Linked DNA regions of Zea mays: region 2 is linked to region 1. The links are chromatin contacts, called in public Hi-C maps. All regions are on one chromosome and are shown on one strand. Each heading gives the region's core, a stretch centred on a gene start, on an enhancer-like site or on the middle of the called end of the contact. The rest is flanking DNA. Distances are from core to core; before and after follow the strand shown. Region 1 holds the start of LOC100284298. Region 2 holds the start of LOC100216981 (Stomatal closure-related actin-binding protein 1).

What was found. A called contact is a pair of places that touch in the nucleus more often than the background predicts.
Region 2: a contact with region 1 is called in a Hi-C map of leaf, with 7 times the contacts expected there. The contact joins the promoter of LOC100216981 here to the promoter of LOC100284298 in region 1. A contact is called at or near these places in 2 of 25 Hi-C or Micro-C datasets (endosperm and leaf).

What each region holds. Positions count from the first base shown.
Region 1 is chr7:178,340,493-178,346,459 of Zm-B73-REFERENCE-NAM-5.0, reverse strand. LOC100284298 reads left to right here and starts at 3,252. Exons shown (of 8, transcript NM_001157193.2): 1 at 3,252-3,440; 2 at 3,539-3,606; 3 at 4,524-4,643; 4 at 4,718-4,791; 5 at 5,121-5,172; 6 at 5,260-5,361; 7 at 5,475-5,583. The coding sequence starts at 3,349. LOC100193174 (chaperonin) reads right to left here and starts at 3,016. Exons shown (of 3, transcript NM_001138329.1): 1 at 2,774-3,016; 2 at 1,929-2,071; 3 at 1,196-1,492. The coding sequence starts at 2,878. The coding sequence ends at 1,444.
Region 2 is chr7:178,514,676-178,521,371 of Zm-B73-REFERENCE-NAM-5.0, reverse strand. LOC100216981 (Stomatal closure-related actin-binding protein 1) reads right to left here and starts at 3,851. Exons shown (of 13, transcript NM_001143360.1): 1 at 3,753-3,851; 2 at 2,474-2,784; 3 at 2,073-2,201; 4 at 1,808-1,900; 5 at 1,208-1,348; 6 at 647-715; 7 at 433-516; 8 at 91-271; 9 at 1-4. The coding sequence starts at 2,761.

The sequences.
Region 1 (5,967 bases), core at 2,003-4,502:
GGCCAAATGAAAAAAGTATAAAATAAGTATAAGAGACGATCTTCGTGAAGAGCACACGTCTCTACCAAACTCTATATATTATTTTTAACTATATTTATGATTTAATAATTCAATTTGTATCATACAGTTTTATGGCCCCTTTGGCAGGGCTCTGGCTTCTCTTAAAACGGCTTTGGCTCTGGCTCACGAGGTGAAGCCACTTCTTTAGATGAGTCAAAGCCATTCTGAAAAATCATTTGGCAAAACGGCTTATAGATTGTTTTCAGAAAGACCCTTGTATAGTTTGGACTGGTGGGAGGGCTATTGTGCGTGGCTAGGGATTGAGGGCAGGACCAAAAAAAAATTTGGACTGGTGGGAGGGCTATTGTGCAAAAATGACGTGAGCTGAAGCCGGGTGAGCCAATTTTTTTGGCTCATGCCCCCTAGTTCATTTTGGAAAAGCACTTCACTTATGAAGCCATTTGAAAAGGAGGTGTTTGACACAACTTTTGCATGAGCTAGAGCCGAAGCTGAAAAATAAGTCCTACCAAAGGGGCCCTTAGTTATATGGAAAATCCTATCTAGAGGCTCTACATGAGTAGATGCCCTTACCACATTTCACCACATCTCATCTTACCTAATTTTGATGTTTTTAGTACTTCGGTCTCTAAATAATAAATTATTAGAGTTATTTTGAATCAAATATTTTTTTTAAAAAATCCACGTATCACATCAATATCATTAGGTACACCATAAAATAATTGATATTATAGATGTTCTCACTTTTTCCTATAAAATTAGAATTCGACTTACACGATTCTAAGCTAGAGTTAGTCAAACTAAACGGATTCTAGTTTATAAAGTTGGTCAAATTTAAATTAAGATAGTTCGACTTGTACGAATTTTCGAAATTAGAATTAAGAGGTTGTTTGGTTTCTAGAAACTAATTTTTAGTCTCACCACTTTATTCCATTTTAATCTCTAAATTGTCAATACATAAATTAAAATAGAGTTTTAGTTTCTATATTTAATAATTTATGCACTAAAATAAAGGAACTAAAAATTACTCTCTAGAAACCAAACACTCCCTAAATTATTTTGGGGATCGAGGGAGTAGCGCTATAGCAGCATGGCAACATCGCCTTTGATGATTGTGCAAAGGTTCACAAGTAATCGATCCCGTGCACCATAAGAAGTACATACTGTAAATCCAATCAACAGCCAACGTAAACTAGAGAGCATTGCAACCAGGGACAGAGTGGCGAACACAATATTAGGGAACCATTTTAAACGCAAAAGTTCGCTTGCAACAAGAAGCAGGCAATTATGATGTTTCATCACAAAATCTATGACATCACGACAGTTCAGAGTTCTTAGGGATTTTGATCCCAGAATCTGATACTACGCATCTCACACTAGAAGTCTAGAACCAACGACTAGTGACAGGCTTGCTGATGCTCTGAATCAGTCCACAAGTGTGCCCAAAATGTCGTGCTCTCTGAAGAGGAGGTACCTGAAGATTTTTCAGAAGAGGTTAAATGGCATTAAACAGAAGGAAAAAAACAATCTTCAATGATAAGAATCCAACAAACAGTTGACTTGGTATTTGCGACCACAACTGATTGTGTTGCCAGTTAGCGAACAAAGGTTAAGATGCATCATTTTTTTTCTAAGTCGCAAAAGGCATAGTTGACATGCAGTATCAAACAGCCTATCACCAACACAACATTTGACACAATTAAAACAGTCACTATCATGATTCCACATCATATCATGGGTTTGCCTGTTCAGCATATATTTTGATGATTTCATAGGACAGCAAATAATACAGCTGCAAGACATTTTTTATAAGTGCAACAGTTCTATTGTGTGCCTAATTGAGAAATTAATCATGCACTAGCAGTATAACACGACGTACGTACTGAAACAGAGAAGAATGGTTTTCTTACTCTTTATCAGCTGCAAGCTTAACTTCAGTTCCACCATACTCTGGCAGGAGAACAGTGTCACCTTCCTTCAGAGCAACTGGGATCAGATTGCCTGCCTTGTCGCGCTCACCAGGGCCAACAGCCACCACTTTAGCAGCATTCAGCTGCAACAAGAGCAACATTGTCAAGCAGAGAATTGATTCTACACCCACAATAATTAGTTTCTCCAGTCGAACACACCAAAATACAGTGCTGAATTGAATGCTAATTGATAAGTAAAATCCTTATTTGAATTCTGAAAGACAAGAAATACCGTCAAACAGGAAATCAATGGGATCCCACAGACAATAGCAAGTCATGTATCTTACTGAGGTACATTTTCAGGTAAAAACTTGAAAATAGCAAGTAATGTATCTTACTGAGATCCCACAGACAATGCGGTCAAAACAATGGGACAGAACAGTTTGGAACTGCAGGTAGCCATAAACATGCTAGTATTTCACAAGTACTCTAGTATATAAATCTACCCTTAATAAAAAAACATAACATGACTGCTTGAACGATAAAATTGTTATAGCTAAAGTTAAGAATGGCAGCCTAAACCAAGCAATCTGAATAACATAGAGCTAATCACAACCCAAACATACATAAATTCACCAGAGGGAGGAAGCATGGTGAGAAATTTTTAGCTGCTTACAACTATTGGTAACCTACAAAAGCGATCCAAATCGCCCAACTGCTGCAGCCGTTTTCAGTTCGGCAAGCGACGGCGCGGAACACCTTGCCCGACACCATGATCTAAACGTCCCGCCGGAAACTGAATCCCCTAAACTACTAAAAAACAACGTAGCGGACGATGGTGCTACCTGCTTGGATGTTTCCGGGAGGAGGATGCCGCCGGCGGTCTTCTTGGGCTGCACCAGCTTCTCAACCAGCACCCGGTTCAGAGATGGGAGCAGCCTCTTCGCCATCGCCGCCGTCCTCTTGTTACCCTTCTTCTTGCGCAGTAAGCCAAAAGGAAGAAAAAAAAAACTCGAAGCTTCCACTCGCCTCAACACCAACCGATCAGCCGGAGGTTTTAGGGTTTTATGGACAGACGCCGGCGCAGCGGAAAAATTACGAGCCTGCCCCTTTGAGATCGTTCGCCGCGCCAACGCAACGTGCGCCGGCCTCTCGGGTGCCCTCTAGAACGTTCCTCGTTAACTGATCTGGGCCGAGCCTCATGTATCCAGGTGGCCCACTGTCAAGCGTTTTGGAGCCCGCTAAGCATGAGCTTCTGCTTATTGATGTGTCGTTGAAAGCCCACGGACCATTTATCCAGCGGCCCAATCCAGCAGGTGGGTTAAGCTTGGGAGTTGGGAGTGACACCGCGGCACCTCCACTGCAGTAGTCTTGTTGCCGGCGGCGGCGGCGGCGGCGGCGCGGAGAAATTCGGCGAACGATGGCGGACTCCGGAAGCCTGAGGAAGCGGGAGGAGAAGGAAGAGGAGGACGACATTGTCTGCCTGGATCCTTCCTTCTTCGTGGACCGCAGGTATGCGCGTCGTCCGTTACCCGTCGGTTCGTTCTGTGGTCTAGCGTGGTGGAGAGCTGAGGATTGGTTTCGTTTGCTGGGTTTGTCGACGCGGGCAGCTACGAGATGACGACCTTCACCTTCGGATCCCACGAGTTGCGCCTCCTCTGCCTCCGCGCCGCTTCCAGTCAGTGCTTCTTACTCATCATAGATTTGTTCCTTGCACAGTAATGGATTTGTTTTGTAAAATGGGTTGTGGAGTTGTTCTACTATCATTTGTTAGCTTCATGAACTAAGGAGTATTTTTTTAGCTGCAAGGGTTTTGCACTAAACCATCTATTATTACAAATTCCAAAGAAACCCGTGAGCTAGTACAAGGCCAGGGTACTGGGGAGCTAGTATAAGGGTCGCTGGGTATGGTTGATAGAGTGCAGTATTTTACTGCTCAATATGTTCACCCATTTCTGGTATGGCTACCGGCAACACAACTGTTCTGTTTGATCCTGCAGTGCTTGTACAGTGGATGCAGTTATCGGTGATAAATTCTGCGCTTGCTGTTTCATTTGCTGAATCGGCTGTTACTGGAGCCTGTAGTATGCATATGCTATGCCCTGTTGCCTTGTTTCGATGTCGTGGTGCTCGAGATATTGTTGTGACAGGTGTTTTTGTTCATTTTCTTATTTTGGCTTTCATAGCAGCAACGTCGGATGTTCATTACACAATCATGAATCATGTGACGAAGGACCACTTTTACCTTACCTTGTATGAGAACCCCTCCTGTCATTCCAGTACTCTATATGGGGACACCAAAAGCCTCACATTCCTCGTGTTTAAACAAATAATAGGATTTCTTGTCACTAGATGACTGTTATGTCTTGTTCAATCCCTTCATGCTGTCTTTTATAGCCAATTGTCAACATAAAGATAAATTTTGGCTTCTAAAGTCCCGTTCCACTGGTTCTGTGATGATATGGATGATTTTATTTAAGCCTCAACATCACAGCATTAATTCTGTTGGTAGATTCCTCGCAGTATATGATGCCTGTTCTCATTGATTCCTTGTCATGGCAGCGCCACTGACAGGCAATTTAATGATTGATGCAGCTGATTTTGATCTTACTGGACAGTTAGTGTGGCCAGGGGCAGTCCTTATGAACAACTACCTATCTCAACACCCTGAAATTGTGAAGGGATGTTCAGTAGTTGAGCTAGGATCTGGGATTGGTGAGAGAATTCACTGTCGTGCTCCCTCGAGTCTTTGGTCGTATGAAAGCTGACTATATTATGACTTGCTGTAGGCATTACTGGCATATTGTGTAGCCGTTTCTGCAAGGAGGTTGTCTTGACTGATCACAATGATGAAGTTCTGGAGGCAAGGTTCAATTGTTTAGGAATTCATTCACTGATACCTCATAGCTTCATACAGAAATTATAGAACGAAGTACCATTGAGATTTTCGTTTTAGCAATTTTGTCTATTTAGATAAATGCATACAGTTTACAACAGATAGACAAGGACATGTGGCAATCTGTATGGCAATAGTCACTGCATACCTTTGTGTCCAGTGTACTGTCTCTGTCTTGAATGAAGTGCTAGAAGGGTGGTAGAGCATAAATGATGCAGTTACCTTTTATACTTGCATCATTCCTTATTATTCAATTCAAGTGCTACACATATTTATACTGAAGATTGACTTTGCAGATTATAAAGAAAAATATAGAGTTGCAGTCATGTTCTGAGAATGCACATGCAGGTTAGAGGTTGCCACCCCTTAACTTCAACATTCACAGAAACTGAAATGTGTTTCATAATGAGATCTATAATTGTAATTCTATTGCAGTGTTGACAGCCGAGAAACTAGAGTGGGGAAACTCAGATCATTTAAGCGGTATTATTGAAAAACATCCTGGTGGATTTGATCTTGTTCTTGGAGCTGATATTTATATCCTTGAAATTTTCCTACTTAACTGTTTTTATTTTAAGGCTCTGGCCTTTGTCTTCCATTCATTTGATATGTAGCAACCCTTGCAGTTTGTGGACCTTGACTTGCAGAAAGCTTCCAGCAATCTAGCATTTCCTGCCTCTTTGATACTGTAGAGAGGATTGTTCGTATTCAAGCTGGTAAATGCAGATTCATATTGGCTTATGTATCCCGAACTAAAGTGTATGTATTTTCTCTATTTATTGTCTTTTTCTCATTTATATTTGAATAGATGGGTTTTTTTGGCATATAAAAACTGTCCGCAAATACTGTTCGTCATAATTTCCATGTTTTAGAGATCAACTCAGTGTTTGTCTCAATTGCCGAACTGTAATCAATTACAGTTGACTTCTTAGTTGTTGTTTTTGTAATGTCTAAGTTGAATTTTCTTTGTCTAGTACATGATTAAGGATAGGTGACAATTTTTCATATGTTTTGGGTTTGGTATAATTTTCCAGTTATATTTATTTATATTTGCTTGAGTTAACAGAATGCCATTATGACATAGTGTTTCGAAAAGAACGTGTTCATAGTGCAGTGGTAGGGGAGTTAGTGTTGGGCCTACGG
Region 2 (6,696 bases), core at 2,602-5,101, 170 kb before region 1:
GCGCCTAAAAGTTTTAGTAGCAGCAAATGTTAGAGATATATCTTCATCTCCAGAAAATATTAGTGCTTTGTAGGATGAGAATTGTTCAACCTGAAATAATTTCTTTCTTGCTTCCTTCAGGCTGTATGCGAAACCACTGGATTGAACTGTTCGAGAAATCTACAGAGGCACACTCGTGAACAACTATGCGCAACGTTGAGCCTAAGGTTTCTAGACCCTTTAATTCATACAAGGGCATGTCATTTTCCCCGTAACTTCGATGCAGCTCCAACTGAAAATATAACAGTACAAGTGTAACTACAAATCAGTTAACTCTTAATACCACTAGGTAATATCTGAAAATTGAAATGAAAACTGTGGAACTTCATAAGTTTAACAAGGAACACAAAAATAACATGAACAATTTGGTTCAAATGGATTTGAGACGCATACCTCTTTCAAAAGGCGAAGAGAATCTGAAGATTTTTCAGCCAGTTGATCACGCAGAACTTGGATCTCGTTCTCAATGTCCATTGCCTAGACATGTATTCAGATGACTTGAAATATATTTGGTCCCCATAAACTCCATAAGTAATCAAACAAATGTGCTAACTATTTAAAATACAGCTTGCAATTTTCAACTTTCACACGAATATTTGGATTCTACCTTGCTTGGGCAATGCAGCATTTTCACTCTTCGTGCTTCTTGAACTTCTTCCTTCAGTTCATCGACATCCTAAAGAGGTAATAGCAGCAAGTGGTTATCATGTATTCACATCTCAGATGGAAAAAAATCTTAGAACAAACATCTGGAGACTGAATGAAGTGCACCAACACTTAAAATATATGAACAGCTAATATCTAGAGTTTAAGGCTAGCAACTTCAGTTAAATGAACTAAAATGATAAAAGTAAGATGTCACAGTTGGGCAGGTAGATGGTTAAGATAATAAGTAAACAATCAATGCTGTAGGTTACCATTTGCATTTTGTTGATACTCACTAGCAACTTTAAATTTCCATAATAAGACATGTCTACAGATAGTTGAGAAGAAATACTAAGAATCAGAGGGCAATAAAGACATTAGCACAAATAAGTAAATAGGGAGGATGTGGTTTCGTATCTTAGCCCATGTATTCAAAGTGATCTAGGAATAGTATGAAGGCGCCGCAATAGTTTTGAAGAAACCAGAGGGGCGGAGCTCTATTCAATCTCTAGAAATCACTAACCTGCTTCCCAGTTCTTTGAGAAAAAAGTTCCTGCTCTTTAAGTGCTGATTGAATTTTTTGTACAGAAGCTTTAGCACTTTCTATCTCCAACCGAGCATTGGCTCTTTCTTCGTCAATAATTCTCTTGGCATCTGTAGAAGCCTATTTGCAAGACCGGAAAAAGATAATAGTGCTTGAGAAGAATGAACAGAATGCAACATCAAACGGATAGAGCTTGAGTGTGCTTCTATATAAGAAAATAATATCACAGGACAAAAAACATGGAGACATCTATCTAAGTACTGCCCCTTAGGAATGGCCGCAATCCCTGTTGTAATTTGTTCTTTCTTTTTTAGTTCTTGTAACTTTTACCCTCTTTTTAATATATAGTTAATCAGTAGAGACCCGATCCCTCCTGTTACCTCAAGAAAATATACAGACAATCAACATTAAATGTCCCGTGATACTAAAATTAGCTTCTCACATGTACTGGTATCCTAATGGTCACATCTCATATCAAGAAAAAGGGAACATATCAGGTGCATATATTAGATCATGATCATCTATCTCAGATCATCATAGCATGAAGGTATGAAGTTGGTGCTAGAAATTTGAACTGACCAGTTTCAGCGTGTCTGCAATTTTTGTGACCTCTGTTTTTTGCCGGAGCAACTCATCTTCTCTTTTGGATAGCTCAATGGCTAAAATATCCACCTATGAAAGTTTGAAACTATTAAAGTGTCTACAAAAGTGATAAATTTAGCACATAGCTAAATATATACATATGATAGGAGGTAAACAAGCCGTCAAATTCAAAAGTAATAAACATTGACCAAAATAACAACATTGTTGCAAGATCTGGTTATGTTTAAAGCGAGAAACCAACCATAGATAGAGACTCCACGATTTCATCTTTATTTTTGCCCCCTACTCGACCTCTCAGCGATTCCAACACACTTTTAAGATCCTTTAGAAGGATGTCCCGCTCCAATAAAGCCGCATGTCTCCATTTAGCCTGTGTGTTAAAAGCAATTAAAATGGAATATACAATAATTGAATATTTTTCCACCTTGTGTTAATACTCCAGTTTATAGTTACGCTGCTAGTCTGCTACTACACTAACAACAGAAGGGGTACTAATAGAACCATATAGTCTGCTACTACAGCTAAAGAGTTTGTATGTGTACAACATGGAGGCCTAGCCCGGTAAACAGATCTAAAAATAGGGAAGTCAACTTGACCAAATTTTAAACAGGTATCAAGGAACTAAACGGCTAGTGTCCAGACCTCATTAGACAGCAAGGTAGCTGTGTTAAAGCCCTTCTCGAATTTCATGGTGAGCTCTCGGACTGAAGGGCGCTGACACCTATCAAGCAGATCTGTTGCCTCCTTGGCAACGGCCTCCTTGAGAGATGGCATTTCTGGGCCATCGGCCAATTTGATAACAATCCCATTCGAACCATTCTTGTAGGTGGGGAATTTATTTCTGATGATGTTTGCTGGACGCAGTGGCCCTGAGCCGAAGAGCTCGCTCTGCTTCCGCCGTCCGAAATCGATAGTCGAAGCTCGAGTCATCTACAAGAAATCCTCGACCCTGGCTGCACAAAAGTGAGAGAATTAGTGCACCAAAAAATAGCAATTGGACCCAGCTAAAAGTGCCATTCAAGGGATAGCTAAAATTAACAGCAAAATAAAGCTGCAATGCAGAACCTGAGAGAAGACAAAAGGCGGGGAAGCCAGAAGAGCAATTACAACGCATAGGTGAATGCTTGTGCTAGCAGATAAAAACTGCGACCCTTATGAGATGCGATGCGCAAAGGATCACATGACAATGGAGTACTGCCCAGCACTAGTCCACTGAACAGGAATCCAAATCCACCGCGGAAGCAATAGCTAGTTCAGGAGAACCGAGCAGCGCTACTAACATGAGTGCCTTGAACTCCACTCAACGGGACAGTTAGACAGCAGGACTAGCCAGTGCAAGCTTGTCCACCGAGTTGGGAGGACTTCCATGTACGGCCCTGCAGTGTTAATCAACCAGAAAAGGGACTACCGGACGAACTACTAGGATGGTCGAAAGCGAAATTTTGGCATACATACAGCAGCGAACAGGCACGCGTTGGAATTCCCGAACGAAGTGTAAAAAAAATTTAAAAAAAGAACAATGCAGTTCTTAGGGGAGGCAAAAAGGCCATGCTGAAACGCATTGGCCTAGCAAATATGTAGTACTCGAGTGGCGGCACCGGCACCTAGTCGATCCACAGCTTCACTTCACACGAAACTTGACCTCGAAGTGGTACCTCAGCTCAGAGGCAACCAACACCGGACGATGAGGTACAGCCGTACGGCACCCACCGTTTCCGGCCATTTTCCTTCCGCATAAGCCGCGTTGGTACTTGGTAGATACAGGAAGTTGGCACCTGAAACCCCGTGAGGACTGAGAATGCGAGCAGCTTAGCTTCTCCCGGTGGCGGCGCGGAGGGCAGTGGTGGATACGGACGAGGTTGCATCGGAACAAGCGGAAATGTGGAACCCATCAGAGAGAACGAGGCGTGCGTTTCCTTACCAGCGGGAAGGAGAATGCCGCCGGAGCACACGAGGGAAGGGGAGGGAGGATCCGCGGAGGGGCGGCGACGCGGGGCGAGCTTTGGAATGAGAAGGCGGGAGCGGATGGATACCGAGGAGGAGGAGGAGGAGGAGCGGGCAGGCTGGAGTAGAAGATCCGGCGGAGCCAGTGAGCCAGCCAGTACTGAAGTCAGGCAGGCGAGGCGAGGGTGCGATCCGGACCGGAACGGGACAGATGCGCCCGACCTGACCGGAGTGGGCCCCCACCTACTCCCACGGCCCGCAAAGCAAAGCGGACCACCCAGCACGTTGCGCCGAGGGATTCGGGATCCTCCCTCCGCGGAGCGTCGGATCCCGATCGGACGGAGTGGATTCGGGGTAGGGGAGCGTCTGTGGAGCGGTGCGGTGCCCGGAGATGGCGGGCGTCAACGTGGCGTGGGCCCGAGACGCTGGCGACTGGCGGCCACCACCGGCCTGCTCTGAAACTTTTTCTGTATGGATGGATTGGGATGGGAAGAGTAGACCTATCCTATTCCTATGCACAAGGTTGGGTTGGGTCACAAGGTCACCGATTATCCTTAAACAACAGCCACTACCGTTGGCTAGCCCGGCCATCATGAACATGAACCCATTCAACGTCCATGGACCATGGATGGGGCTAGAACTGATGTCAAAATGATCTGTTTTGGTTCACTGGTTCAGGGATGGGACAACGGTAACATAAAAAGAGACGGTTCTGATGCTCGGGAGTACTGTACTACTTCCTAGTGATTTTCCTTTGAATCCTACCCCTGCATGCAGCCGCCACTCGAACTGCTTCTGCTGCTGCTGCTATACTACCGTGGCATGCAGCTGTCCCAGAAGCCAGAACCCATTGTCCAAACACGACACGTGTGAGAAGAGAAGAGTTGGAACAAGGAACAGAGCCGCAGGAGGAGGGGGGAATCGTGATCCAAACAGGATGGCCTGATCCGGTTGGACGGCACGGCACGGACCGGTGAGCGCGGCGGGGTGGGGGGAAATGAAAATCCGGGAGCACTCGACTTCTCAGACGCAACAAGGGGCGCTGGCGCGCAGCTGTCAAGCAAGCAAAGAGCGCAGAGCAGGAAGTCGTTGGAGTCCACGAGCGCCGCCCAAGTGCGGTCCGGAAACTTGTGGGCGACAATGTGTCTTGCGGTCTCCTGCACGCCCAGCCACCGCCGATACTGGCTGGAGTCACGGTCGTTGCGGTCGGTGTCGCGTCGGAGATCTCCATGTATGTACTTATGCGTATCCGACTCTTTCTATCGCATTGGCGTTGGATAATCCAATTTACGGCGAATATTAATTTACATGCACTATGCACCAGCTAATTCAATTCAAAATCTTATACTACTAAAAAGATATGGATAAATTACTTATATTATATTTTAACATTATCCCTCATGAAAAAAGAAGCGAGTAATAATTATTCTATTTTAATTGATTCAAACTTACGACTTCTAATTATGATATCATATTAAGTTGTATATAATAATAAGTTCAACTTAAAAGATTAAGCTGATTGAAAGAAATAGATAATTAACTTATATTATTATATTCTAGTACTGCAGAGCACATCCCCTATGACACATATCCTCGACCGGCCCTCTCCGCTGTTCTGTTCCCTACTTCCCTCACCGCCTCTCAGCTGACCTGAGCACGGCGGAGCTGACGCCGCCCTGTCCATGGGTGCGCCTGCGCGTGCGGCCATCAGACCAAAAAAGAAAAAGTTGCCCGCCGCCGTTTAGGTGCAGCGTTCGTACTTGTACTGCTGCTACTGGTCCCCAATGCCTCTCTCGCACGCTACAACATCGCTGCTGTGGCACATGAGCTGTAGCTACAGCACTTCCAAGCGTCCAACGGTTCAGATGAATAATGTTTAGACACACACTCTCTCTCGGTCTCTCCCTCTCAGACGTAGAAGAACTCTACCGGCAATTCGCTTCATATTAAATCTAGCTATTCGTACTGCTATTACTGCTCTAATATATAGAGACAAAATACTGTAAAAATAATAGAATCTATTTCGGATTAAAACCAAGCGAACAACTCGCTAAACTACGCTACATCCGTTCTCAAATCTCGTAGGTTGTAGGCTCCTCTGAAAAATGGCTCCGGCTTCAACTCCTTCAAAGAAGTATCTCTTCAATAGACGCATTGTCTTTTACAAAATCAAAATGGTTTGGTAAAACAACTCCTCTATACTTTTTATTTGATGGTACATGGAGAAAAAAAAAAATCCAAGAGGCTTGCAAACCCTGTGCCTGAAACTATGATGCTGACTGAAACAAATAAATTTCAACACTGCAACCATCTCAAGCCCGAAGAGAATTGCATTTGCATCACATCCTTATCAGATCACACGAACGGCTTGGACAAACTTCTACACATAAAGCTTGAAGCGCGCACTTGCAAAAGATTCTCCTGCAACACATTCCATGGTTGGGTGAACGCATGCGGAAGGCAAGTTTGCGCGTGCGCTCGGGCTCCAGGAACGCAACCTTGAAGAACGGCGGTTGGCTGCGTGAGTGTGGGAGGCTGAGCTGAATTTTTTACATTTTAACCATTTTTATTAAAAAATTATCGTTTTAAACCTTCGGAAAAACTAATTCTAGATTTAGACCTTTACTCGGCGCCATAAGCCATGGCACCGAGGTGCCTGCTCCGCTAGACGGGTCGAGTTGGCAACCGATGTGACACCTAGCTAACGTCATAAATCTTGACGTCGAGGTAGGATGTGGCTTACGTGGTGTGGACTATGCTGAGTTAGAGGTGACACTGTGATCGAGAAGAGAGAACAGCGATACAAAGCTAGCTAGGCGTAGAAGCCGGTGCTGTCACCGTTGATGAAAATGGCAGGGCTCCGTCCCATCGAGATCAAAGAGCCATTCCAAATGGCCTCTAAGCTTAACTTCTCCGTTTTT